Linked DNA regions of Mus musculus: all the other regions are linked to region 3. A link is a contact called in public HiChIP or PLAC-seq and Micro-C data. All regions are on one chromosome and are shown on one strand. Each heading gives the region's core, a stretch centred on a gene start, on an enhancer-like site or on the middle of the called end of the contact. The rest is flanking DNA. Distances are from core to core; before and after follow the strand shown. Region 1 has its middle 58 kb from the start of Gm39809. Region 2 has its middle 29 kb from the start of Gm39809. Region 3 holds the start of Acvr2a (activin receptor IIA).

Region 1 (3,509 bases), core at 121-2,620, 220 kb after region 3:
CTGGGACATTGACTTGTAATTAATATAATGTCTGATTTAATTCATTCAATGAGAAGCAACCATCAGCTCTGTATTATTAATCATGTCTAAGTGTGCATATGCCTGATTTTTTTTTTTTAGTTAAAGTCCCAATTCTTTGGATATGTTTGGCATTCCATACTCCTTGCCTGCAGAACTGCACATGTGTGAGATTTCTTTTTTTAATTATTATGAGGTACAAGTAAATATTTCTTACTTCATTGGCAAATAAACTGTGGATTTTAATAGTTAATATTAAATGTACGAAATTCACAATATCCAATAATTTAAACATGGGAGTTCAGCTAAATTACTGAGAAAACAAATGGGGAAAATGTGAGTATTCTCTTGGGTGCATTTGTTTTTGCAGTAGGTATAGTTATAATGGCTTGCCAAAGGTACCTCCCGAAAGAAACAGAGTAACATGAGGCTGATCTTGAGCGTGGCTTAATAGGATTAGTTCCAGGTCATTGGTGGTCGAGAGGGTCATAGCATACACATTTAACTCTTTGTAACTAATGAGAATACTTTTACATTCTTTATTGCCTGAGAGATCATGCTTATTGGAATTGTTGGACAGAATGCCACTACAGCCTTACAGGTGGATTTCTGCAAAACAGAACAAAATTTCTTGTCCCAAGAAACAAGATGAAGTAACTAAACTATTAGTAAATTCCAGTGCCACCCAATAATAGGACTTTGTATTAATACAGCATCTTGCTTGGAGGAACTCAAAGCATTTTATAGGCTATGAAAGTTAATCAAGTTGGGGACTTTTTTTTTCAATCACTGTGGGAGTGAGATCCAGGCCTACACACCTCCAAGCTGTCAAGCTGGCTCTCCTTATTTACACATGTGTACCCTGTTAATGTGGAGACTTCAAAAAGGCCCGGGCTCTTTGGCCTTGGAGACATTGGGCTATAAAGTGAACTTAAATTATTTCTGGATACTTGGCATGAGGAGTGAAACAATGTTTCAAATATTTTAACAAAGAAAACTAAAAAGAAAGAGAGAGAGAGAGAGAGAGAGAGAGAGAGAGAGAGAGAGAGAGAGAGAGAGAGAGAGAGAATTATATGCAGCTGTCTGGCATTAGTTTGTCACCATTGTTGCAGAAGTACATCCATTCTCATGCAGGAATAGTTGCAGGGAGGGAGGGTCAGTTTGCCTTTCCTTATTGACTTTTCTTCTTTCTCCCTATTCTAAATAGCTATATTTTTCTTTGTAAACATTATTTTATGTGTGTGACTTTTGCCTGCATGTATGCTCTTATATCATGTGCATGCCTGGTGCCTGTGGAGGCCAGTAGAGGTCACTGACATAGAATCCCTTCAAAGTGGAGTTACAGATAGATGAGCTGCCTTGTGGATGCTGGGAACGTGACCGTGACCTGGCTGGGTCCTCTGCAAGAGTAGCAACTGCTTTTGCTCATCAAGCTCTGTCTCCAGCGCAAAACACGCACAATCATTTAGTAATGCAATGGACTGATTGAGGCAGGCTTTCATGAGCTTGGTAAGGTTAAGAAGCTAACAATAACTATCTTGCTATAACAATGCTAAGTGGACCTTGGTTATTTTCACAACAATGAGGAATCACTTTATGGAGATGATTATATAATGAGATTCAAACACAAGCAGGAAACACACTCCTGTGGAGACAGAAGTTTAGAATTTGAATTAATGGTAAGCATCAAGTAAATGACCCATGTCATCAAAGATGAGTGAGCTAGATCTGCAAATCTGTGTTTGTGGAATATTTCTTTCTTTGCTTAGGAAGTTTTATTCTTGCTACTTGATGGATTGTTTACCGTGGAATTGGATTCTTGTCTAGGCAAACACTACTCATTTCCTGTGGTCTAGCAACTTTAAATCTATTGTATATAACACAGATTTTGTTAATTATTTTTTTATCTTATGTGCGTAAGTGCATTCACTTGTGTGTGTGCACAATAAGTATGCAGTGCCCCCAGAGGCCAGAAGATGGTGTTGGATCTCCTAGAGCCCCAGTTACTGGTGGTTGCCAGGTAGGTGTTAGAAATTGAACCCACGTCCTCTACAAGAGCAGTGGATGCTCTTAACTGCTGAGCCATGTCTCCAACTTCTTGTTTATCTTCCAAAGAAGCAGATGGAGCTGACTTTGGGGGTCTTCCTTATTGTAGTGCAATGAAACTTTAAAAAAAATTGCAGTTTAAACCCATTTAAACATACCTTGCCATTTCCAGTACATTTTGGTGATTCAGGATGCTATTAGACAGGGCTGAGACCCTAACCTTTATGAAACCAGGCTACAGGTACTCTGTTTAGTGAGTTCTTACCTACTCTAATGTCCTGACGAATGTTCCTTATGTTTTTTTCTCAAAGTTCCAATGTTCTGTGTTTTATTTATATTTTCTAAAATTGTATTTTATTGAAGATAGACTTTTTTCATGCAATAAAGTTTAGTGATGGCATTACCTTTCCCAACTCCTCCAGATTCTTGGCACTCCCCTCCCCATCAGAATCCAGCCCCTCTCTGTCTCTTTTTAGAAAATAACGAGATGTCTAAAGGATAATGATAAAATAAAATACAGTAAGATAAAACAAAATCAAGCCAATTGGCATAGGACAGAATAAAACAAATCAAAAAGAAGGAAATGTGTTAATGAAAAATCAGAAGAAACACATAGAGACACAATGACACACACATTTGCACACATAGGAATCCCATAAAAACACAAAACTGGAAGCCATAATATTGGTACCTATAAGGTTAAAAACAAAACAAAACAACACAAACAAACAAAAATAAAAAAAACAAACAAACAAGCAATCCAAAAGAGCCAAGGAACCCTCAAAGAGGCCCTTGACTTTGGTTTCTCTTGGTCATCAAATACTTGGATACCTTAAGAATAGTTTGTTTTGAGGCTTTTCCCTACTTTCTCCTCTATAAGTTTCAGTGTCTCTGGTTTTATGTGGAGTTCCTTAATCCACTTAGATTTGACCTTAGTACAAGAAGATAGGAATGGATCAATTCGCAATCTTCTACATGATAACAGCCAGTTGTGCCAGCACCATTTGTTGAAAATGCTGTCTTTTTTCCATTGGATAGTTTTAGCACCCTTGTCAAAGATCAAGTGACCATAGGTGTGTGGGTTCATCTCTGGGTCTTCAATTCTGTTCCATTGGTCTACTTGTCTGTCACTATACCAGTACCATGCAGTTTTTATCACAATTGCTCTGTAGTACAGCTTTAGGTCGGGCATGGTGATTCCACCAGAGGTTCTTTTATCCTTGAGAAGAGTTTTTGCTATCCTAGGGTTTTTGTTATTCCAGATGAATCTGCCGATTGCCCTTTCTAATTCATTGAAGAATTGAGTTGGAATTTTGATGGGGATTGAATTGAATCTGTAGATTGCTTTTGGCAAGATAGCCATTTTTACTGTATTGATCCTGCCAATCCATGAGCATGGGAGATCTTTCCATCTTCTGAGATCTTCTTTAATTTCTTTCTTCAGA
Region 2 (3,841 bases), core at 1,059-3,558, 250 kb after region 3:
GGATATAACAATTAAAAAAAATAGCTATTGCAATTGTTCAAAAGAGGATGCAATAAGTCAGGAGGCAGAATGCATCCTCTTGCTCACTGTGCTCAAAGATAGAATGGGAATATGCAAATTTCTTTTGGGTAGCCTCTGGGAAACCCTGTGAATTTAGCCAAAGGACTGACTGGACTATGATTCACTCCAGATCCAACAGTGTTTTACTGGGGGGTTGGGGGGAGGACTAACAGATGGCTATAGGGTTCTATGTGGAGCTCTAAACACCCCAATTCATAACCAGGTCCAACAGAGATTGGACCTTGAAGAAGCAAGATTTTTGTCTAACAGAATCTACACTTCAGCAAGGCTGAAAATACAGATTATTAACCTCTTAAGAGAATGTCATTTGGATGATTTCCCCAGCACCATGGAAGTTAGAATGATCCATTAGAACAGACTTAGGGGCCTAGCAAACACATAAGTGGATGCTCACAGTCAGCTATTGGATGGATCACAGGGCCCCCAATGGAGGAGCTAGAGAAAGTACCCAAGGAGCTAAAGGGATCTGCAACCCTATAGGTAGAACAACATTATGAATTAACCAGTAACCCGGAGCTCTTGACTCTAGCTGCATATGAATCAAAAGATGGCCTAGCCTGCCATCAGTGGAAAGAGAGGCCCATTGGACTTGCAAACTTTATATGCCCCAGTACAGGGGAACGGCAGGGCCAAAATGTGGGAGTCGATGGGTAGGGGAGTGGGAGGGAGGGTATGGGGAACTTTTGGGATAGCATTGGAAATGTAAATGAGGAAAATACCTAATAAAAAGTATATAAAAAAAACAGACTTAAAAAGTATGAATTATTAGCTAAAAGGAAACATGAAACTTAATGCCTAACAACCATCATTTCTGAGTTTTTATTTTTATTTTTAAATTGGGTCTGTTTTAAATTGCTCAAAACAGGATTTTTAGTAGGAGAGTTACAAGAAAAAATAGATGACACCGTACCTATGTTTCTTAGTATTATAAGCAAATGTCATATGACATATTTGGTATAGAGCAGAGAAGAGATGATTGAAACAAACAGAAGAAAGTTCTAGTCTTCATGGCTAGCCAGTGCTCAAACCCATGAAATTATGGCCAAAGGAGGTATAGGAAGGGACCTACATGGGCCTTGTTGGTGGTAAAAGGAGGGAGTTCTCTAGTTGCTGCAGAGAGACTGAGCAAGGCACTGACATGGCCCTAGACAGGGAATGTCCAGTTGGGTAGATACATCCCAGAGGCTGGAAAAGCAAGACGATCTGATTTCCCTGCTTGCCAAATGGCTTTCTCTGGAACTTGTGTTTTTCTGATGAATTTGGAGGTTAATGCGGGAAGAATGGATTGAGCTAATGGTGGAGAGTGACTCATGACAGAGGCCTGACTCTTGCAAATGAGTTGGGAAATATGAGCAGTGTGAAATATAGCAGGTGATGGCTAAATAGCTCAGGGTTGGTTATTGTTACTAGAGGGCGTGAGGCAGTCTTCTTCTATTTATAGCACACTATTCTGAGTTTGTTCAACTCCCACCTCTGCCCTAAAACCCCAGTTCGGCATCAGGCAGAAGAAGCAGCTTATCTGTGTGAAGTTGCTTAGGGGGTCCCCACAGAACTTCAAATTATTAACATTTCACTGACATTTTCTCAGGAAAGGGACGGGACTGTGCGTATAGCCAGCTGTCAGAAAGTGACACTGAGCTGAGCTCAGAGGAAGGCCCTAGATACTTTGGGGTTGATTTATCTAGGTTATATCCATGCCAAAGTGGGGTTGTCTCTAAGTTTCTGTCCTTTTCTCAATGCTCCATGCCAGGACAGCCCCCCCCCCCCAAAGTCACTTTGTAATTTATCAGAAGGATCTTTGGTTATTCTAAGTTACTCACTTTGGCTTAACACTAAGCTGGGCTTCCTATTTTCTAATTAGTTCAATTATTCACTTACTTAATGTGTGTTGAGTATCAGACTAGGTGCAGTTAAAAACAAAACTTGTCCTCAAGTGAAAGAGAAAATGTACAAATGGGTAACTAGACTGAATAACCACGATGTGCTGTGTTGATCCAGAGCCAAGAGTCGTCAAAGGAAGATGCTCAGTGGTCTATTATGAGCAGAGGCAACAATAATGTTTGAGAGACTTATAGCAGAGGCTACAGGACAAAGGTATGCAACTGACCAGGTTTACGACGCTCTTAAATATTTGTTCAACGTTTGTTTACTGGTGAGAGTAAGCTCCACATAATCCCCTATTGCCCTGAGTGAGTCACGCAGTTCTGGCCCCAAGCTTGCATGCCCTATTTAGCAGGATAAAAAGCTCTGTAGTTACCTGAGCCTGCTGTGCTCCTTGAAGACAGTCTAGCTGTGGTATTCACACGAATCCCTGGCACTCCTCCCCACTACTAAGTGGCTTTATTAAATTATTCCTCCCCAGCACCTACAGTGCTGTTTCTGAAAGGAGTCCTAGTAAACACAGTTTGCCCCATTTCCTTTTATTTTTGAGCATTACCGGGTAGTTGCCATCTGGCCTTCTTCTAATGCTGGAAGAAGCAACAGTCTGAGCAAAAGTTTGGAGGCTGGAGCGGTTGGGAGTAACATCCCAGAATGCAAGGTACCATCTGCAGTAGAGAAGAGGGAAGGATGCAAGAGGAGAGGCAGCAGCTTGGAGAAAAAGTTCTCTCCCTCAATGCTTGAGGAGCAAACCCAGAATCTCTGGGGATGTTAGGCAGGAGCCCTACCACTGAGCCACACTCCTAGCCCCTTGGAAGCTGGTTTAGTAGAGGAGAATTGGCTTTGCTGTAGAGCAGGGCACTTAAGGCTGATGAGACAGGGTTAGAGTTTATATGATCAGACTTGTGTTTTTAAAATTCCTTTTTTATTTAACATAGGGAAATGGTGAGTTTTAGAGTGTATATCTGTTGTAAATTCTCATTATACATTTATGAATATAAATTTCCATGGTTTCAATGGTTTTCCTTTCACTCATAACTGTAATCGTGGTTTTTATTTTCATCGGGTGGAGTCCATTTCTATTTCTGTGGTTGTGTGTGTGTGTGTGCGCACACATGTGATAATCACACTGCATATAGAACCTGTTTTCAGTTGTTATACTTAATATAGCATTAATATAACACATTATTAAAATCCTTCATAAATAATTTCTATTGTACTATAATAAAATTTCATCAACATACCTCTGTTATTGGACATTTGGTTTACCATCCATTTATCTGTTATTGACAGTCATAATTAATAATATCCATTTGGCAGAAATACGATTTGGAGACGAAGGTTATGTTGTACAAATGTTTGAAAATGCGCTAAAGACAGTAGGAAATTGCACTGGTTTGAGGTCTAAATTTGGCAGCAGCAGAAGAAAGGAGAGGTCAATTGGATTATTGTTATTTCCTAGGCTTTGATTTCAAGACCCCCAAGCAGGTATTCTTCTTAGTTGTCACTGAGCAAGGCTCAGCATCAATGAAAACATGAGTCACGGTGACTGACTTGATGGAACTCTCAGGGGAGGTTGATCCCATCACACCTACTCGAAACAGCCTTCCAAGGACCAGAGATGTGACTCAGTAGGTCAGTCCTCTTGCTGTAAAAACATGAATACCAGAGTTTGAATCTCAGGTTCCAGAAAAAGCTGGCACATTTTCCTATGACTCTGTAGACATGGGGATGGGCAGAGACAGGAGGGTAGCGGGAGTTTTTGCTACAACACTTTGTGTTCCTGGTGCTTTGCACGCGCACACCCGACCAGAAGCTATCTTTGAATCCACGAATGAAAGACACACACCCAGCTTTTTTTAAATGCCTTGGCTACCACAAA
Region 3 (3,828 bases), core at 1,041-3,540:
TCAGAAAAAAAGGAGACCTGAGCAGGAGTTTACCAGCTAGATATATAGGGTCAGGGGGAAAAGCACTATGAGGGGGAAAAACTACAGGGTTAAGTCGGTTCAGAAAAGCAAGACGTTTAACATCATCAAAGCTTTCATTCATTTCAGACACCATTGTTTAGCTTGCTCTCTAAACCGAGCACAAAAAGAACTGTCCGCCTGCCTTAAGCATGTTCCTTCTTCCATTTAAACAGACATGATTCTTTTGGTTAATCTCTGGCAATGATCGCCATTTCACAACACATTCAGCCCACCCGGAACTGATCAATACCACTACAGACATAAGACTAGACTTTATCCATTTATTAACCACAAGGAAATGTACCATTCAGCAAAATTCTATACATTACAAAGGATTCTATTAAAAGGGGGGTGGGGTAGGGAAGATGGACACACACACAACAGAGAGGTACACAAAGAAAAGACTACCACCTTCTAATTTCCCTGTGACATACGAGGGAATGACACAACCATGAAACCTGTCAATTTGTCCCCCACCCCTCCTGTTTGCCACAACCTAGGAAGTATACACTGAATTTTTATAATGAATGCATTCACTGTGACTTTTAAACTCTTTCATCCCTCCAACTAACTCTCCGGTTAAGTGCATTTGCACACCTTTCAGCTAGATGTATGTATGCATTTCCAGAATTTCAATACAAAAGCCTAGTTTTTCCAACCACTGGTTGCAACCATACAACATCTTCACATAATCAAATTTTTCAGATATAAAATGGCCAGAGTATTCTCCTAACCTTGAGTTAAAAGAAAAGAAAAGAAAAAGAAATACATCTCACAAGAACAGCATATTTAACATGAACACAATTTCACATGGCCTGTTCTTAACTGAAAACAACGTGTCGGTGCAAAGCGTTTAAAATAAGTATTCCGTAGGTAAGCAGAATCTACGCCTGAAAAGAGCACCCAAATGGTGGGTGAAAGCCAGCACACACCACCAACACACAGCAGCATACCTCTTCTGCACTGGGTTAGGGTTAATACTCCGGCAACTAAAACTATTTTTAACACTACTGGACAATGTAGTTGGAGAAGACGTGAGAGGAGACCTAGATTAAATCGCTGATAGGATGCATTGTTTCTCACAGTCAAAATTAAACACCAGCTCACTTGATCTATGTCTCGATATTCACCGGTGAAGCACTAATTAGATGACGACCAAAACCGGTCCTTGTTTTGGAACAGCTTAGGCTAAATGACATTTTGGAATACCTCCTTCTGGGTCTCAAACCTTTACATAAATTTTCACTTGTGGTATTTGCGGCTTGAACAGCAACCCAACCAGCGCTGTCATCGAGTGTTATGGCCACAAACCATGACTTTCTCACTTGCACAACAACACAGCACTCAACCTATCAGTTCGCCACACCAACCCAAAACAAGTGGAATTCATGGAGATTTCGAGATGATCGGGGCTGCGGGTTTAGGCGCGGGAAAAGCCTCGGCCCGAGAACTGCCCAGCAGACGGCACCCGGCACCCGGCCACAGCCCCGCCGCGCCGGCTCCTCCACCTACCTGAAGAGCAAGAGATAAGAAAGACGGCGAACGCCAACTTTGCAGCAGCTCCCATTTTCCCGAGGCGCCGGAGAAGCCGTAGGAAGTTCTCGCTAGATATCCAGTTCCCTGGGTCTTCCTCGGAGACAAACCTCCTGGTGTAAAATCAACCGTCATAAAACATATTCGGAAGCCCCGAGGCGGGGGGGAGGGGGAAGCAAAAAACGTTCACAGGGTTGAAAAAAAAAGGATTTAAAAAAAAGGCACAACAATTTAAAAAAATGTACCACGGGGGAAAAACCGCCACATACACGCACAACACACCAAACCAAACAACGAAAAGCCAACAACAACAAAAGCGGGTTGGAATCACTGTCAAAATCACTGTCAGCTCCGCTCGCCTCTCGCGTCTCAGCGAACAAAACGCCTGGCTGAGGCGACGAGGCGGCGGCGGCGGCGCCCGCAGCCGCCCGGACGGTCCGGGAGCCGAGCTGCTCCGACGTCCGGACCGACCTTCAACCCGGACACCCAAAGTCCGCGGACCACAGTAGCCGAGCTCGCGGCGGTGGCGGTGCGAGGCGGCCGCGGGAGACGGCGACGGGAGAGACGGTGGCGCAGGCGGCGGCCAAGTTCTGGTCCAGGCTGTGGCTCCGGCTCCCGGCTCCCGGCTCGGCCGCGTTTTCGGTCTCCTGGCCTCCGCCGGCCCCGCCCCCTACACTTCCGGTTCCGTCCTGAAGCTGGAAGCCAGGCGCGGCGGAGAAACGCTCCGCGGCGGCGGTGGCGGCGGCGGCGGGAGCGGCGGCCGGGCGCAGCGCGCGTGCCGGGCGGCGAGCGCGAGGAGATTGTCCGGGAGGCGGGGCGAGCCGGAGGGGCGGGGCCGGATCCGGAGCGCGCTCGCGAGGCTGCGGGAACCGAGACCGAGCAGACGGGACGGCGGGCCCTGCGGGTGCCCGCCGCGGCCCCGAGACGCCCGGTGTGCCCAGTGCGGTGCCCGCCCGGGCGCGAGAGCCGCGGCGCCCGAGCGGGATGGGCGATGCTAAGGCCGACTGCGGCGCCCAGCCTTTCCTCTGGGGGACGCCGAGGCCGCGCCGACTTGCTCCGAGTGGGCGGGAGCCGCACCCGCTGCTGCCCGAGCGAGCTCGGTGCTCGCGAGCCGGCCGCGCCCCCGCCGCCGAGGCCTCCCCACGTTTGTCTTTGGGCTAAAAAATAAAGGCAGGAAGGGCTGTCCGCCAGGTCAGGACACCCTCGCCAGATAGCTCGATGTGAGGTTCGGATCCTATCCACCACACCTTGTATACACAAAGCATTGTGTTGCAAACAGGTTTGCTCCTAGTTGGCGTGAAAGTCTGTATTAGGCTTGAAGTGAAAATCGCAGATTTCAGTGTATTGGACCGTCAGAGACGGTGGTGTTATCAATTCTTAGCCTCTTGTAAGACCTGTTTTTACCCCGTAAGCCATGTTGAACTGTTGATCGGGTGTTCAGTTAAGCACCGAAACATACAGAATGTAAAAATGTGAGCCCTACCTCCAGAAGCTCGGCTATTTGGGATATTCGAAGTTGGCTATAGCGTGCAAAGGATGATTGCTAGAGTCAGTTCGTCTGCCATTTAGCACAATTTGGTATAATAAAGGGGGAGATCTTGTTTTCCACTTTATTCCAGCATTCTGAAGGTTTTGACAGGAATGCTTCCTCAGTAGATAGGTAAATACCTAGAAGTTTGCCCTTTTTTCTTAATACAGTAGTAACCTCTGTGTTTGGAGACATTTTCAAGAAAAAAAGGAAGCAACTGTGGGATGGGTAATTAATGTTTTAGTGTACACTGATCCCCACATTTTTCCACAAACTCACTTGTATTTGTTTTCTTTTTCTCTTCCTATAAACTGCTCTATATTTCTGTCTATTAAGTACATCCTATAATTATCTGCCTATTTCTACTACTTGTCAGGGTTAATAATCATTGTGGCTCTTTAAACTCTCTCCAAGATTTCCAGTTCTCAAGCCCTGCTCAGAATTGATGGTATTATGCAACAAAATCCCAAACTGGTCTTCAGGATGCCTCAGTAAATCGAATGTAGTTCTGCAAACAGTTTAGGCTGGACAGAAACGAAGAGTTGCCACTAACAGTCTTAAAATGGAAGAGTGTGTTTACTTTAGAACCATCTACCCTCCTTTCTCCCAGGGATGGATCAGGCCCTACTGTTGTCTTGTCACTACATCGTCTCGATGTTTCTTCATCGCTAAAAACAGAGCAAGTGAAGCAACAAGAGTTGCATATT

Evidence for each region. Hi-C and Micro-C count contacts between places; a contact is called where the count stands out from the background. HiChIP or PLAC-seq counts read pairs in DNA pulled down with a chosen protein or histone mark.
Region 1: a contact with region 3 is called in an H3K4me3 HiChIP or PLAC-seq map of embryonic limb bud, with 4 times the contacts expected there. The contact joins the enhancer-like site here to the promoter of Acvr2a in region 3. A contact is called at or near these places in 4 of 39 promoter capture datasets (the 3T3-L1 cell line, 3T3-L1-derived adipocytes, cranial neural crest and 1 more), 2 of 484 Hi-C or Micro-C datasets (bone marrow-derived macrophages and uterus), 5 of 115 datasets of contacts at active chromatin or transcription factors (bone marrow-derived macrophages, embryonic forebrain, embryonic limb bud and 2 more) and 2 of 9 other capture datasets (macrophages and pancreatic islet).
Region 2: a Micro-C map of muscle stem cells shows a contact between it and region 3, with 8 times the contacts expected there. The contact joins the enhancer-like site here to the promoter of Acvr2a in region 3. A contact is called at or near these places in 5 of 39 promoter capture datasets (the 3T3-L1 cell line, cranial neural crest, hippocampal neurons and 2 more), 6 of 484 Hi-C or Micro-C datasets (muscle stem cells, myocytes, nephron progenitors and 2 more), 10 of 115 datasets of contacts at active chromatin or transcription factors (SST interneurons, craniofacial prominence, differentiating embryonic stem cells and 7 more) and 1 of 9 other capture datasets (adipose tissue).

The regions. Positions count from the first base shown.
Region 1 is chr2:48,595,337-48,598,845 of GRCm38.p6, reverse strand. No RefSeq gene overlaps it. Among named protein-coding and RNA genes, the nearest start is that of Gm39809, 58 kb to the right of the region's middle. Within about 2 kb of position 1,370, at least 4 of the 459 cell types and tissues checked have an H3K27ac peak or open chromatin away from gene starts, as enhancers often do. A contact at or near this core is called in embryonic limb bud, where this site is marked.
Region 2 is chr2:48,566,493-48,570,333 of GRCm38.p6, reverse strand. No RefSeq gene overlaps it. Among named protein-coding and RNA genes, the nearest start is that of Gm39809, 29 kb to the right of the region's middle. Within about 2 kb of position 2,308, at least 30 of the 459 cell types and tissues checked have an H3K27ac peak or open chromatin away from gene starts, as enhancers often do. A contact at or near this core is called in muscle stem cells, myocytes and pancreatic cancer cells, where this site is marked.
Region 3 is chr2:48,812,571-48,816,398 of GRCm38.p6, reverse strand. It overlaps Acvr2a (activin receptor IIA), which reads right to left and starts at 2,290. Exons shown (of 11, transcript NM_007396.4): 1 at 1,573-2,290. The coding sequence starts at 1,627.